Linked DNA regions of Hordeum vulgare: regions 2 and 3 are each linked to region 1. A link is a contact called in public Hi-C data. All regions are on one chromosome and are shown on one strand. Each heading gives the region's core, a stretch centred on a gene start, on an enhancer-like site or on the middle of the called end of the contact. The rest is flanking DNA. Distances are from core to core; before and after follow the strand shown. Region 1 holds the start of LOC123407450 (mediator of RNA polymerase II transcription subunit 15a-like). Region 2 holds the start of LOC123412413 (cold-responsive protein kinase 1-like). Region 3 holds the start of LOC123407336 (transcription factor GTE8-like).

The links. A called contact is a pair of places that touch in the nucleus more often than the background predicts.
Region 2: a contact with region 1 is called in a Hi-C map of leaf, with 1.9 times the contacts expected there. The contact joins the promoter of LOC123412413 here to the promoter of LOC123407450 in region 1. A contact is called at or near these places in 3 of 6 Hi-C or Micro-C datasets (leaf and seedling) and 1 of 1 datasets of contacts at active chromatin or transcription factors (embryo).
Region 3: a contact with region 1 is called in a Hi-C map of leaf, with 6 times the contacts expected there. The contact joins the promoter of LOC123407336 here to the promoter of LOC123407450 in region 1. A contact is called at or near these places in 3 of 6 Hi-C or Micro-C datasets (leaf and seedling).

The regions. Positions count from the first base shown.
Region 1 is chr7H:620,684,807-620,689,289 of MorexV3_pseudomolecules_assembly, reverse strand. It overlaps LOC123407450 (mediator of RNA polymerase II transcription subunit 15a-like), which reads right to left and starts at 2,815. Exons shown (of 10, transcript XM_045100587.1): 1 at 2,609-2,815; 2 at 1,840-1,951; 3 at 645-747. The coding sequence starts at 2,748.
Region 2 is chr7H:620,551,780-620,556,241 of MorexV3_pseudomolecules_assembly, reverse strand. It overlaps LOC123412413 (cold-responsive protein kinase 1-like), which reads right to left and starts at 2,210. Exons shown (of 11, transcript XM_045105353.1): 1 at 2,133-2,210.
Region 3 is chr7H:620,451,238-620,455,240 of MorexV3_pseudomolecules_assembly, reverse strand. It overlaps LOC123407336 (transcription factor GTE8-like), which reads left to right and starts at 2,679. Exons shown (of 10, transcript XM_045100449.1): 1 at 2,679-3,129.

The sequences.
Region 1 (4,483 bases), core at 1,566-4,065:
CGACCACTCGTCCACGCTCAATCCCCACGACCACACCGCTAGACGAGCGCTCAACACGAGCCGGGGCCGGAGGGAGAGGCGCGCCATTGCCTTCTCGGCCGGACGTGCGCTCAACAGGAGCCGGGTGCTGGAGATCACGCAGATGACGCTCACCCGGCAAGATGCAATCTTTTGCCGCCCCCTCATGGCCACGACGACAACGCTGACGTCCAACACATGAGCTCTTGGCGTGCAACTTGTGTAATGTAATCCACGAAGAGCAGCAGGTCTAATCCACGAAGAAGCAGCAGCTCTAAGCCAGCCTACCAAACACCGTAGGTCGCATACAGCGTCTCTCATGCACACACTCCCTACACTCCACCAAACATACATCTCGGTTCATCCTTGCATCCGCTCCACCAGGCCAAGCTCAGCCAGTATCATCCATGCGATGCAGGGTAGAGCTACCCAAGCAACCAAACACGCCCTAACTACATACAGACGCCACAAACTAGATGCAAGATTCTTATGCATTATTCTGGATAGAGGAGGGTGATTTAGTACAATAAAGCACATAATCTCATCACTTGATGCAATAAAATATTGACATTCAAGCAAAGATCATAAATTGTGCAGCACTCAGTTTTCTGTGTATGGCATCTTACCGGAGTTGTTTTGATTTGGAATCACTTGAGCATTTCCAGGAGGCTGTTGTGTCTTCGTCTCCATAGAGAGCATTTTAAGGGAAATCTTCCGTAAATAATCAGCCTGAGTAATACAAAAGAAAATGATGTAAAGTTCTATATCAAAGTAGTAACAGTGGCTTGCAACCAACAGTACTGATGTGATTAGCAGTTTAGCATAGTACAGAAGGTGTTTCACCTTTTCACATTTGAATTCAATGATGTCATCTAAGCAGCAAAACACACTGCCTCAAAGAAGTGATAAGAACAGAAAATCCAAATCAAAATAGTGGCAGTGACTTTTTCAAATAAACAAATATTCACCATAACTGAGTTAGGCAATATGATGAAGAATTGTAGATTGCTCCAAGGTTTGCAACAAATAAGCCAGACAGAAAAAAATTCGAAATGGGAAGGGTGATTTGGTACGCCCCAACCAAAAAATATATTTGATTTTTTTTACCAGACTGAGGTAGAGGCAAACTCAGATGAACCCGGTCAAACAGAGAGGAGGGAGTAAGGTCTTTTTTCATTTTTTTTTTATTAGTCCGAGAAAAAATTATTGTATACCACTGTGTATCCCATGGTCTTGGGTAGTACTATCCTTGCAACATAATAATACTTCTGTTTCATCTATAACAAATTCAGATGCATGAACACATGGCATAGAAACATGAATTGGAGGAGTAACTAACTGCAGATGTTTAAGGTACAACAGTATGAAATTCAACATGTGATCGATGGTAACCAAGATAAGGATTGGTGTTTCAGTCCATCATTTATATGTAACATAATATTAAAAATATACTAGCTTATTAACTTACATTATGTATGTATATAAAATGTGAAAATGGTAAAATAACTGTGATGTGCTCCAAATAGTTGGTGGAGTCCCGGCAGCACAGAAATTTTGTATTTGCTCTCAAGCATGAGAAAAATCAGGATATGTTCCTAAGAGTAATTGAACTTTGGCAGATGGAGAGCAAAAAATTCACCCAATGTTTCACAAAAAAAGGGAAACTGATATAGGCACTCAAACATAATAATGTAAAAAAATCTTCTACAACAATTAGAGACAGTTGTGCTCTATTATTAGGCATTAGCACATAAACACTGTTTAACTAAAAGAAACCCCCGTAACTAAGGTGTGCTCTGCTCAGAGAAGTAATTAAATTACCTGATTGCTTGCTGCAGTATAGATCTTCTCTTCGAATCGCACGGCGATCTTTTGAAGTTCGTTCAGCCCGTCTGGCGCAGACACTGGCAGATGCTTCTTCAAGGTCTCCGTTCTACACCCATATTTAGTGCAGGATGTGAGTAAGACATGTTGCATCTGAGACGTAAAGTGAAACGAACGAGAGTAGGCAGAGCAGCCAAGATATATAGATATCCAATTCACAATCGTATTCTCCCTCCATTCCTATAACGAAGGCGTAACTTTCGCTTTGGTAAGACCAATGAGGTGTTGCGCGGGTCGATTTAGTCGTCACTCGTGATCATGCGCGTAATAATGGTAATATCCTTGGGAAAGGACACGAGAAACTCTGGTTTTGGAACAGAATTGCATCCCGGAACAGTGGTAATAGAACCTGTGGCATTCTGTGCCGTGGCAAATTTGCGCTTCTTCATCGATAAACTTGTGTTAATAACAAAGTAATTGGGCCGCAGGTTGATTGGTGAATCCCGCGGCGGGGGATTTCTGATTAATTAAGAAGAGAGCGGCGCAGAAGCTGGGGGCTCTCATGTGTGACGGCGAATCCGTGGGTTGCCGCTACGGATCAAAGCTACATCGGACGGATCGACGACAGGATTGACCGGGAAATTCCTCGAACCCGGGAAAAAATGGATCGAAGTAATACGATTAGATTGGAGGGAGGGGAGGGGAGGGGAGGGGAGGGGAAAGCGAATCCGATCCAGCGGAACCGATTAGGGCCCCGCATACGTACATCTTATTGACGATCCTGCCGCGCGCCTCGGGCTGGAGCTGCGCGCGCCAGTCGCCGGCGGCGGGGGGCGGCGGCGCGGTCGGGTCAGCGGCGCCGGCCGCGGGATCCGACCCCTGGGTGGGGCGCCAGTTGGCGTCCATGGTCCGGATCGGCGGTTGGCGATTTTAGGTCTGGAGGGGATGGGGATGGGGATGGAGGAAGTGAGAGCCTCCGCCTGCCTGCCTGCCTGCCTTTGGAGTATATACGTAGTAGTACAACAAACCAGACTAGTACTACGGCGGCGAGCGGCGAGGGATGTTTGCGCCGTGGCCGGGTTGCGTGATGCCGTGTGCTTGACTTGGCCGCCTTGGGTCGCCAACAGTAATCGAGTGAACCCACCCACCTGAATATAAATAAATAAATAAGTAAACAGACACAAACACAAACACAATAAGCGTGCTTCGGTTTTCAGTTCGGAGGCCCACGCTGGCGCCACGTACGCCGACGAGCCCGCACATTATTTTAAGATTTTAAAATCATCGTAGATGCTCGATCAGTCAATGAGGACGTTTTCCTTCCTTCGAACCCATGTTGTCAAACGATCTGAGGTAATTCGAAAAACTTGAATCCCGATGGGTTGGTTTCACGACGATAAACCTAACCGTTTGAACTACACTCGGTTTCTAAACTTGATGAGTGTGGATGGGTGTCTTTTATTAGTATTTGATTTTCGTTCTGATTGAACAGAGCTCATCTAAAGAAAGATTAGACGGAGATTGAGGCGAAGCTTTCCTTTTCCTCCTCTTCTCTTCGCCTCCCTTCCCCGATGCGGTTTCCTCGATTCGACGACGGTGATAAGGTCGAAGGATGATGATTGGTGGCATGAACTGTACATTGGACAGCGAAGCAACAAGGGTTCAAACATCGGAGATGGATGCCCATACATGTAACCCGACACCTCTCCTTTTCTTAAGTTTTAGGTTGTGATTTTGGAGTGTTTGGTGATCTTGTAGTCTCTGGCTCCATATTAGTTTAACTATGCAATGTATGGGGTTGTTGATTTTGGTTAGTGTGGCCAACTATGCTCCCATCATATCACGGATGCATGTATGGTGGCCATTTATTGCAAGGCCTCGGTAGTTTTTCCGGGGAGGAGCCGTAGTGGCTAAGAGGATGAGTATACACAAGAGTAGCAACAACACTCAAATGGAGAAGAGCAACAGGAAAATTCAGATGGAGAATAGCAACAGGAAATTTCAGAGGAGCAACAACATTCAAATGGAGAAGAGCAACAACAAAATTCAGAGGAGCAACAACATTATTCGGATGGGGTAGAACATCCAAAGCAACGACACGAACACTTAGAAGAACACTAGGGTAACACAAATGCAAAGGAGCAGCATGATAGTACAAATGTAGAGGAGCAACGCCATACTTCAAATACAGAGGAGCAACAGCAAAATGCAGATGCAGAGGAGCATATGGAAGAACCCAAAACCTTGGCAAATTTCACCAAATGTAGAGGAGCATAGTAGAAACTTTGTTTTCAAGACGTGGTGAAGATAGAGTGCACTAAGGAGAAAACTATAACATTGAACTTCCCTATCGCATCTAGCATTGTCATCGCCCAGGGTTCTACCATGCTTCCATCTTGGCCCCTGCACATCCTCTCTTATGTCCAGCGGACAAAGGAGTGGGAACCCGCCATCTTCATTGTTTTTCCTAGTAAGTTCTTTTTTCACTAGATGCAAAAAAAAATAGGCTGGACTTCATTGTACAGGAGGAGAAAACCAAGAAAGAAAGTGAAATAGAGGAATATGTTGGGTAACATTGCATGGGAAACAAAAAAAATCATACGCACATACAAGATCTATCCATGGTGATGACCATCTACGA
Region 2 (4,462 bases), core at 961-3,460, 130 kb after region 1:
TTCGTGCACCAACCAACATTTACGACAACCGTATTCTACTTCCTGTAATCTTCTTTCAATGAAATAAGGAAACACAAATGTGCAGTGCAATAGTGGGCGCCTGAGTTTATGCTTTGCATACTTATGCATTTTAAGAAATCTATTCAAGATTATTTTTGTGTATCATGTTAAATCTTATGCACCCGCAATCAAGGGCCGAGGCAGGTCCTGCACAAAATCCTGTAGAAAGCCCTAGGGCAACGCCCAATGTCCTCTATAAAGCTATTCTAAAAAAACATGAAGTTAGCTATATAGTTGGGCTAACTCCTAAACATGCACATAAAATAAAAAGTTGTTGCCTTGTACTATTCATGAATAAGTAAAAAATAATTGTTTTAGTGCACTTCAAATAAAATAAAATAAGATTTGTGAATAGTAGGAGAAAAATAAAACAACTCTCTACCGAAGACTTATTATTGGCGGTTTCTGACCTTTGTTGTGCTCACTATGGAATCAAGTTAGTTATGGGAATTTTACTTGTTCCACTAAGCCGGCCACGAAAATCAATTCCAAATGCAGCTAATGTAAGCATTCCCTAGATATACAATATTCAGGAGCCTGAACTTTCAGATAAGACAACTAATTGCAGTCTTCCTTTTTCCCTTTACATCTTAAGTATTACTCCATCCGTCCCATATTAACTGTTGTGAAACAGATGTATTTAGACATATTTTAGTGCTAGATACATCCATTTGAGCAACAGTAAATATGGGATGGAGGAAGTGCTTTCTTGGAGTTAATCCTTTCAGCTTGTGGGTGATAATACGCCTTCGTCCGTTTTATCCGATGTATCCTGATTTTATATCAAATAAAAACCACCACGATGGCATTCCCTCAAATAAAAAACTTTATAGGACTTGGAGTTTTAATCACAAAGTTTATGCTTCTCCTTAACATGTTCTTCACAAAGCCATCAATGGAAAATCATGGTGCCGGTAAAAGAGAGGCGATCATGGTGTTGTTGCCCTCGAAGATCCACATCTTGCTATATGTGCCGAACCACTCAAGTGGACTGAGACGGTGTTAGCTGATGGAAGTTTGTTGAGAAGATGATCCCTTGTTTGGTGTTGATCATAGAGTAGTAGTCATGCTCTTTTATTTTGTTTTGTTTTTGGTATGTTGAACTTCTCTAAGGCTGGTAATCCGCTCAGGCAATCTGGCTGGTTCAAGACATGTTTTCTCATCCTTGCAAGTTTGTGACAAACGTGCACATTTTGTGCAAGGTCATAGAATTTTTACTCTTGAGGATCCTGCACTTTTGAGATAAGAAACTAATCACATTCTTCCATCTTTCTTGGAGTGTTAGCTTTCTAGTAGTTCGGGTTTTAATTGCAAGGTTTATGCCTCGCCATGTTCTTCAAATGGGAGGAGGTAAGGGTGCCGTTGCTCTCTAAGATCCAGAAACTGATATGCCTTACAAAGTTACAAATCAGGTGGACCAAGAGGATGTTGGCTGATTGATGTCAGTTGAGCTGAAAAAGATGCTCTCCTGTTTAGTGTTGATCATAGGGTAGTATGCACGCTCCCTTTTTTTGGTCTCCATTTTATTATGCTGAACTTCTCTGGAGCTGGTAACCCTCGGAGTCATTCTAGCTTTCTACTCCCTCACCCCGAAAATACTTGTCGGAGAAATGGATGTATCTAGACGTATTTTAGTTCTAGATACATTCATTTTTATTCATTTTTCTGAGAAGTATTACAACCATTTCTTCAACAAGTATTTTCAGACGGAGGGGGGTATAACACTGGACGGAACAATCACTTTTCTAAGTAAAATATGTAAATATGATGTTTCATATAATATCTGTCACTTAAGCACCTTTTCGAATGAAATTTGTCATTGGAAACAATAAAGGTACTGCAGTGTTTTCTCGGAGAATATCTTGTTGCTTTCGCATGCCTTATACTGTAGAAGAAACACATGTACATGCTAGTAAACAAATACATATCTGGTTCATAATTAAAAACCTACTTACAAGTTGTGTTTCATTTTTTTCAGATATGAAGTGCCAAGATATAATTTAGAAGAACATATACAAACTGTAATAGTTGACACCAAAAATATTTGACAAGTAAAGGGTTGGAGTACTAACCTGGAGGCTCAATCAGCCATGATGGGGCTTGCTACTAAAGAAACATCCAAGAAGAGGGGAACAGCAAGATGAGACAGGATCCACCTACCAGCAGCTAGTTGGGGTTATAGTCTTATAGAAAGAGCCATTAAGTGTGGGCGATATCACGTGTGTGACTAAGTCCAAATTTGGATGTAATTAAAAGGACTGAAAGACTTACCGTTATAGAAAGATAAGGTCCTTTTAGCAGTGCATGATGCATCATCCTTATCACAATTGTTACTTTTTGTAACACTGGGCATTCTAGAAACTAGTACTTGAGCGCTAAGATTTGTCAACATTCTAGATTTCCATAACAGTACTGGATATTCTAGCTTTCTATAACAATGGTAAATTATTGATCTCGGGATACACGTGAACCGGAAAGAAGGGAATATTCCTATCGAGATCAAATTGAGTTGGCGACTTCTTTTATGCCTGATTAAGAAAAAAATGCACTTCTTCTGTTCGGGTTTATTAGTCTTCGTCGTATTTTAGGCCAAATTTTCACTGCAAATTTATATGCCAAAACAAATATTGTTGGATTCATATATTTGAAAGTAGTTACCAATGGCACTACTTTTTGTTACATATAAATCATATTTTCCAAGTTAAATTTGTGATCAAATTTTGACCTGAAATACGAAGAGACTCTACTTGGTCGTTGTGCCAGTTAATAAATTATTTATTCCTAGTGCAAAGATCATGGTATTGGGTGGAGGTGGAAGAAGACATCAACGACGGATGATCGCAGCACCAGTTAAAAATTTATTAATTTGTAGTGCAAAGATCATGGCATTTGGTGGAGGTAGAACAGTCGCAGCAATATCCTTGGAGTCAATGCAAGTCACTCTTTTCTTATTGGACCGTACTAACTGGTGATCGTTCCAATTACAGGGACAAATACAAATGACTGGTCCTCTACCCGATCGCTATCCTATGTCCGGCGCATGCGCATGCATGCCAACTGATTTTCTCCCTTCTCCCGAAAATGACATGTGCCAACACTGAACCACTTGGGTCTTGGATGCATTCCTTTCTTGTCACAAAAGAAATATGAAAAAGAAATAAAGAGGTAGAAGGAGGAATTAAACGCATGTCTATTGAATAGCTACTAGACAAATAACCAACTCAACCATCCTTATTTGTTGTCCACCATACATAAAAAAGGGTATTTGCCCTTCTTCATCCTACCATATCAGCAAAAAAGTTAATTTTTGCCTTGATAACTTTGGCATGAGCAGCATCATAACTATGACATGAGCATCCTGATAGCTTCAACATGAGCCGTCTGGTAGCTATAGCATGATAAAACGGGTAACCATAGCATGAGAGGACTGGTAACTTTACACATAGGTTATTGGAGTATGTTTCAACAACTTTTTACCCCCTGGTGGAAGTTACCACACTGTTTGAACGCAAGTTATCAGATTTGAAGTTCCTAGATTACCATGTTATTTACACATAAGTTAATGGGGACATGTTTCAACAAAAAAAGAATCTCCGATCAAAGTTACCATGGTGTAAGTTATCAAGTATACAGTGTGTTACTATGCATACTAGTTACACAGAAGTTACTGGGTATGTTTCAAAAACTTATTTTCCCCGGATCAAAGCTACCATGGTTTGCACGTAAGTTATCATGTCTGCAGTGCTTAAATTAGCATGCTATTTACATGAAAGTTACTGTCGTACTTTTCCTTATTTTGCGGGTAACCACATGGTATGTTTAAATATTTCTTTTTTGGGGTGACAGTAAGTACAATGTTTATACGTAAGTTATCAGGTTCATTGTTCATGAACTACCATGCGAGTATGTATAAGTTACGAGTGTATATTCCAACAACTCCCCAAGTGAAAGTTAATATGGTGCTTGTACGTATGTTATTGGTTTGTGGTGCGTAAATTACCATGTTGATTAAATAGAGAGTTATCGGGGTATATTTGAAACAATGTTTGAAATCAATAATTATGCACTAATAAGAAGAGATAAATTGTCAAATACTGATATTTTCTTTTAACTTGACATGAACCGAATAGGGGGAGTTGGCCAAGGGTTAGTGTTAAAGTCTTGAGTTCAATTCTTGGCTTCAACATGAATTTTTTGCCTACAAAACTACAAACGTACTCTAGGTCCACATTAAGTATGGAAACTGCTACCATGAAGGAAAAATTATTATGTGAGCACTTGCCTACCCCATATCCACACACAAATTAGGATTCCCACTAATAGCGCAAATTAGGATCACACAAAATCACGATCCCATGAAAACACTAGGTAAATGATTGTGATGGGATGACTAACCGAGCAC
Region 3 (4,003 bases), core at 1,430-3,929, 230 kb after region 1:
AAGCTTGTGGCTTCCCTGGCCGCCTCCTGACCTAGGTTTTGCGCCTATATATTCCCATGTATTCCGCAAAAAATCAGGGGAGCCTCGAAAATACTTTTCCGCCGCCAGAAGCTTCCGTTTCCGCGAGATCTCATCTGGAGACCCTTCCCGGCGCCCTGCCGGAGGGGCCTTTGGAGGCGGAGGGCTTCTTCATCATCATCATCGCCCCTCCAATGACTCGTGAGTAGTTCACTTCAGAGCTACGGGTCCGTAGTTAGTAGCTAGATGGCTTCTTCTCTCTCTTGGATCTTCAATACAAAGTTCTCCATGATCTTCATGGAGATCTATCTGATGTAATCTTCTTTGGCGGTGTGTTTGTCGAGATCCGATGAATTGTGGACTTGTGATCAAATTATCTATGATATATATTTGAGTCTTTGCTGATTTCTTATATGCATGATTTGATATCCTTGTAAGTCTCTTCGAGTGTTGGGTTTTGTTTGGCCAACTAGATCTATGATTCTTGCAATGGGAGAAGTGCTTGGTTTTGGGTTCTGCCATGTGGTGACCTTTCCCAGTGACAGTAGGGGCAGCAAGGCACACATCAAGCAGTTTCCATCAAGGGTAAAAAGATGGAGTTTTTATCATTGGTTTGAGATTATCCCTCTACATCATGTCATCTTGTTTAAGGCGTTACTCTGTTCTTATGGACTTAATACACTAGATGCATGCTGGATAGCGGTCGACGTGTGGAGTAATAGTAGTAGATGCAGAAAGTATCGGTCTACTTGTTTCGGACGTGATGCCTATAGAAATAATCATTGCATATATATCGTCACGACTCTGCATAGTTCTATCAATTGCTCGATAGTAATTTGTTCACCCACCGTCTACTTGCTTTCGTGAGAGAAGCCAGTAGTAAACACTACGGCCCCCGGGTCTATTCACATCCATCGTTTACACCTCCGCTTTTACTTTGCTTTGTTACTTTGTTGCTTTCAGTTCTCACTTGGCAAACAATCTATAAGGGATTGACAACCCCTTCATAGCGTTGGGTGCAAGCTTTTGTTTTTGTGCAGGATCTTGAGATACTCTTCCGCCGGATTGATACCTTGGTTCTCAAACTGAGGGAAATACTTACCGTCTCTGTGCTACATCACCCTTTCCGCTTCGAGGGAACACCAACGCAAGGCTCCAAGGCCACGGGGGAAATCCTTTGCATACTTGCCTAGGAAGTCCCTTAAGGCGTAGTCGCAGCTGAAGAATTCCTGGTGCCGTTGCTGAGGAGTATCAAGCAACACTCCTATTTCTGGCGCTGTTGGAAGGTCTTTTGTTGCAGTAGCAGAAGTATTTCTGGCGCCGTTGCCGGGGATACACAGCAACCATCTGTATGTTACTTGCCCGAGATTCGATCATTGGTATCTCCATACCTAGTTCAATCTCATTGCCGACAAGTCTCTTTACTCGTTTCGTAATACAAGATCCCGTGGCTAACTCCTTAGTCACATTGCTTGCAAGCTTCTTGTGATGTTTGTATTACCAAGTGGGCCCTAGAGATACCTCTCCGTCATACGGAATGACAAAAACCCAGTCTCGATCCATGCCAACCCAACATACTCCCTCGGAGATACCTGTAGAGCACCTTTATAGTCACCCAGTTACGTTGTGATGTTTGATTCAGTACACAAGGCATTCCTCTGGTGTCCGGGAGTTTCATGATCTCATGGTCATACGAACACATAGTTGACATGTAGAAAAACAGTAGCAATAAACTTACACGATCATATGCTACATTCATAGTTCGGGTCTTGTCCATCACATCATTCTACCAATGATGCGATCCCGTTATCAAATGACAACTCATGCCTATGGCCAGGAAACCTTGACCATCTTTGATCAACGAGCTATTTCATTGGAGGCTCAATAGGGACAGCGTGTTGTCTATGTATCCACACATGTATCTGAGTTTCTAATCAATACAATTATATAATGGATAATAAACGATTATCTTGAATAAAGAAATACCTCCTCCATCCTAAAATAAATGTCTCAACTTTGTACTACCTCAAGTACAAAATTATACTAAGTTTGAGACACTTATTTTAAGACGGAGGAAGTATAATAATAACTATTTTATTTTTGCCTTCAGAGCATATTTACACAATCGAATACAGACAAGAAGCAAATATGCCTGAATAGCAAGAAAAATAAGCAACGCCCATCGAGCTAATCCCATGCCGCCAACCGGGATCCCATGGTAATGATCGTTGCCGAAGAAGAATGAAAATAAACTCCACATAACACATTCAGGCTCTCGTCTTAGAGCAAAGCTTTACATGTACCTGCACCCGTGTTTGTTTGTCATATCAATGAGTCGCTTGAGACCCGACAATGACATTGAGATCGGGGCTGTTTTTTTTTTTCTTTCGACGACTCCCTGGTTTTAGCAGCACGGACCGAAAAAGAACTGAAATTTCTTTCACGTCTTGGTGTCGCCACGCCACCTTTTTCATAAAGAGAGGCCGGACTAAAAATAAAAGCCCCGGGAGAAGTCCGTATATATATCAAAAAAAAAAATCGCTAGTTGTGGTGTAATAATAATAATTCAATAATAACCCCTGAAACGAGGCCGTATTTACGCCGATAATGCCACTCCATCCACGAAACGAGCCGGCCCTTCTCCCCGACTCTCCCGGAGCAGCCTGTCTCCTTCTCTTCTCTCTCTCTCGCACCAAAAAGAAAAAAAAAGCTCTCTTTCTAGGGTTCCTCCGTCGCCGCCGTTCCCCTACCACGCCGCCTTCCGGCGGCCCCCCTCCCCCCCCGCCTCCGCCTCCGCCCCCATCCGCTCGCCCCCGCCGCTCCTCTGCCCCCGCGTCCGACCAGCCACCGCTCCCCACGCCCCGCGCCCGCGCCCAAATTCCCCGCCTTCCGCCGGCCCCATCCTCCCGCCTCCGTCCCCCGCTGTCCTGTCCCGCCGCCGGCCCCCGACGCCCTGCCCCGACGCAGAGCCCGCGCGCCGCCGAGCCCGGGCCTCCGCGCGCGTGCAGGTCTCCGGCCCTCTCTCGGCGACGCCAGCGGAGGCCTCCCATTCCGGGGCCAAGGATTCCGAGGGGCCCCGCCCTCCGCCCGCCCCGGCGGATACGCGCTCAGGTTGGTTCTTTTATCTCTCTCGCGCACACCACGATGGTCCGATCTGTAATTCTAGGGTTAGTAGGTTGGGGCTGTCGGTAATTTGGGGGCGGCTCCTTCGATTGGGGATTGGATAATAAGGGCTCGTTGTATTATGTCAGGGGATCCCCAATAGGCCACTAACCCTAGATAGAATCGTACATGTCTTGCGCTAATTAGGCTTTCCACTCTAGCATAGCCAGAGGCTTGTAGGGTATGTTGGGGAGTCTCCAATAGGCCGTTTATTTGCCTTTTTACTAGGAGAAGAGAAAAAAAATCCGATTTTTTTTTTCTTCCAGCAAAGGCCATTCAGCTGGCCTTATTGATTAACAAATTAACACCATGGAACCGAGTAAGGGTAATACCCTGCTTGGTAGTATGGCACCTCCGTCGTGGCAACATAATCACGGTAGGCGGCAGGGAATCCGTAGTAGACCCCGGCGTAGTATGCTGGGTAGTCGGGTTCGTATCGCACACCGTTTCCGATCATTTGCAAAATAGAACTAGGGAGATCAAAGCATCATGCATAGAACACAGGATAAGGAAAGTTGAAAGCTATTCCTAGCTAGCTCATGAGCAGCCTCATTGCCTCGTTGGCTGGCTTCCCTTAGACAGTGTTTAAAAGCAACCTTCGCGTAACTTCATCTGTATCTGCCCCTTGGGAGCAACATAGCTTAAAAGGAAATACTCCCTCCATTCCTTTATGTAAGGTGTATTATTTCCGGCACGGTGACCAAGGCGCATAATTATACACATGTTAAGACAAAATTAACCTTGGCCAAATCATTGATTAGAGGCAATAAAATCATTTAGGCTAGGAAAGTAAGAGATACACACAATCATGAGAGAGATTCTT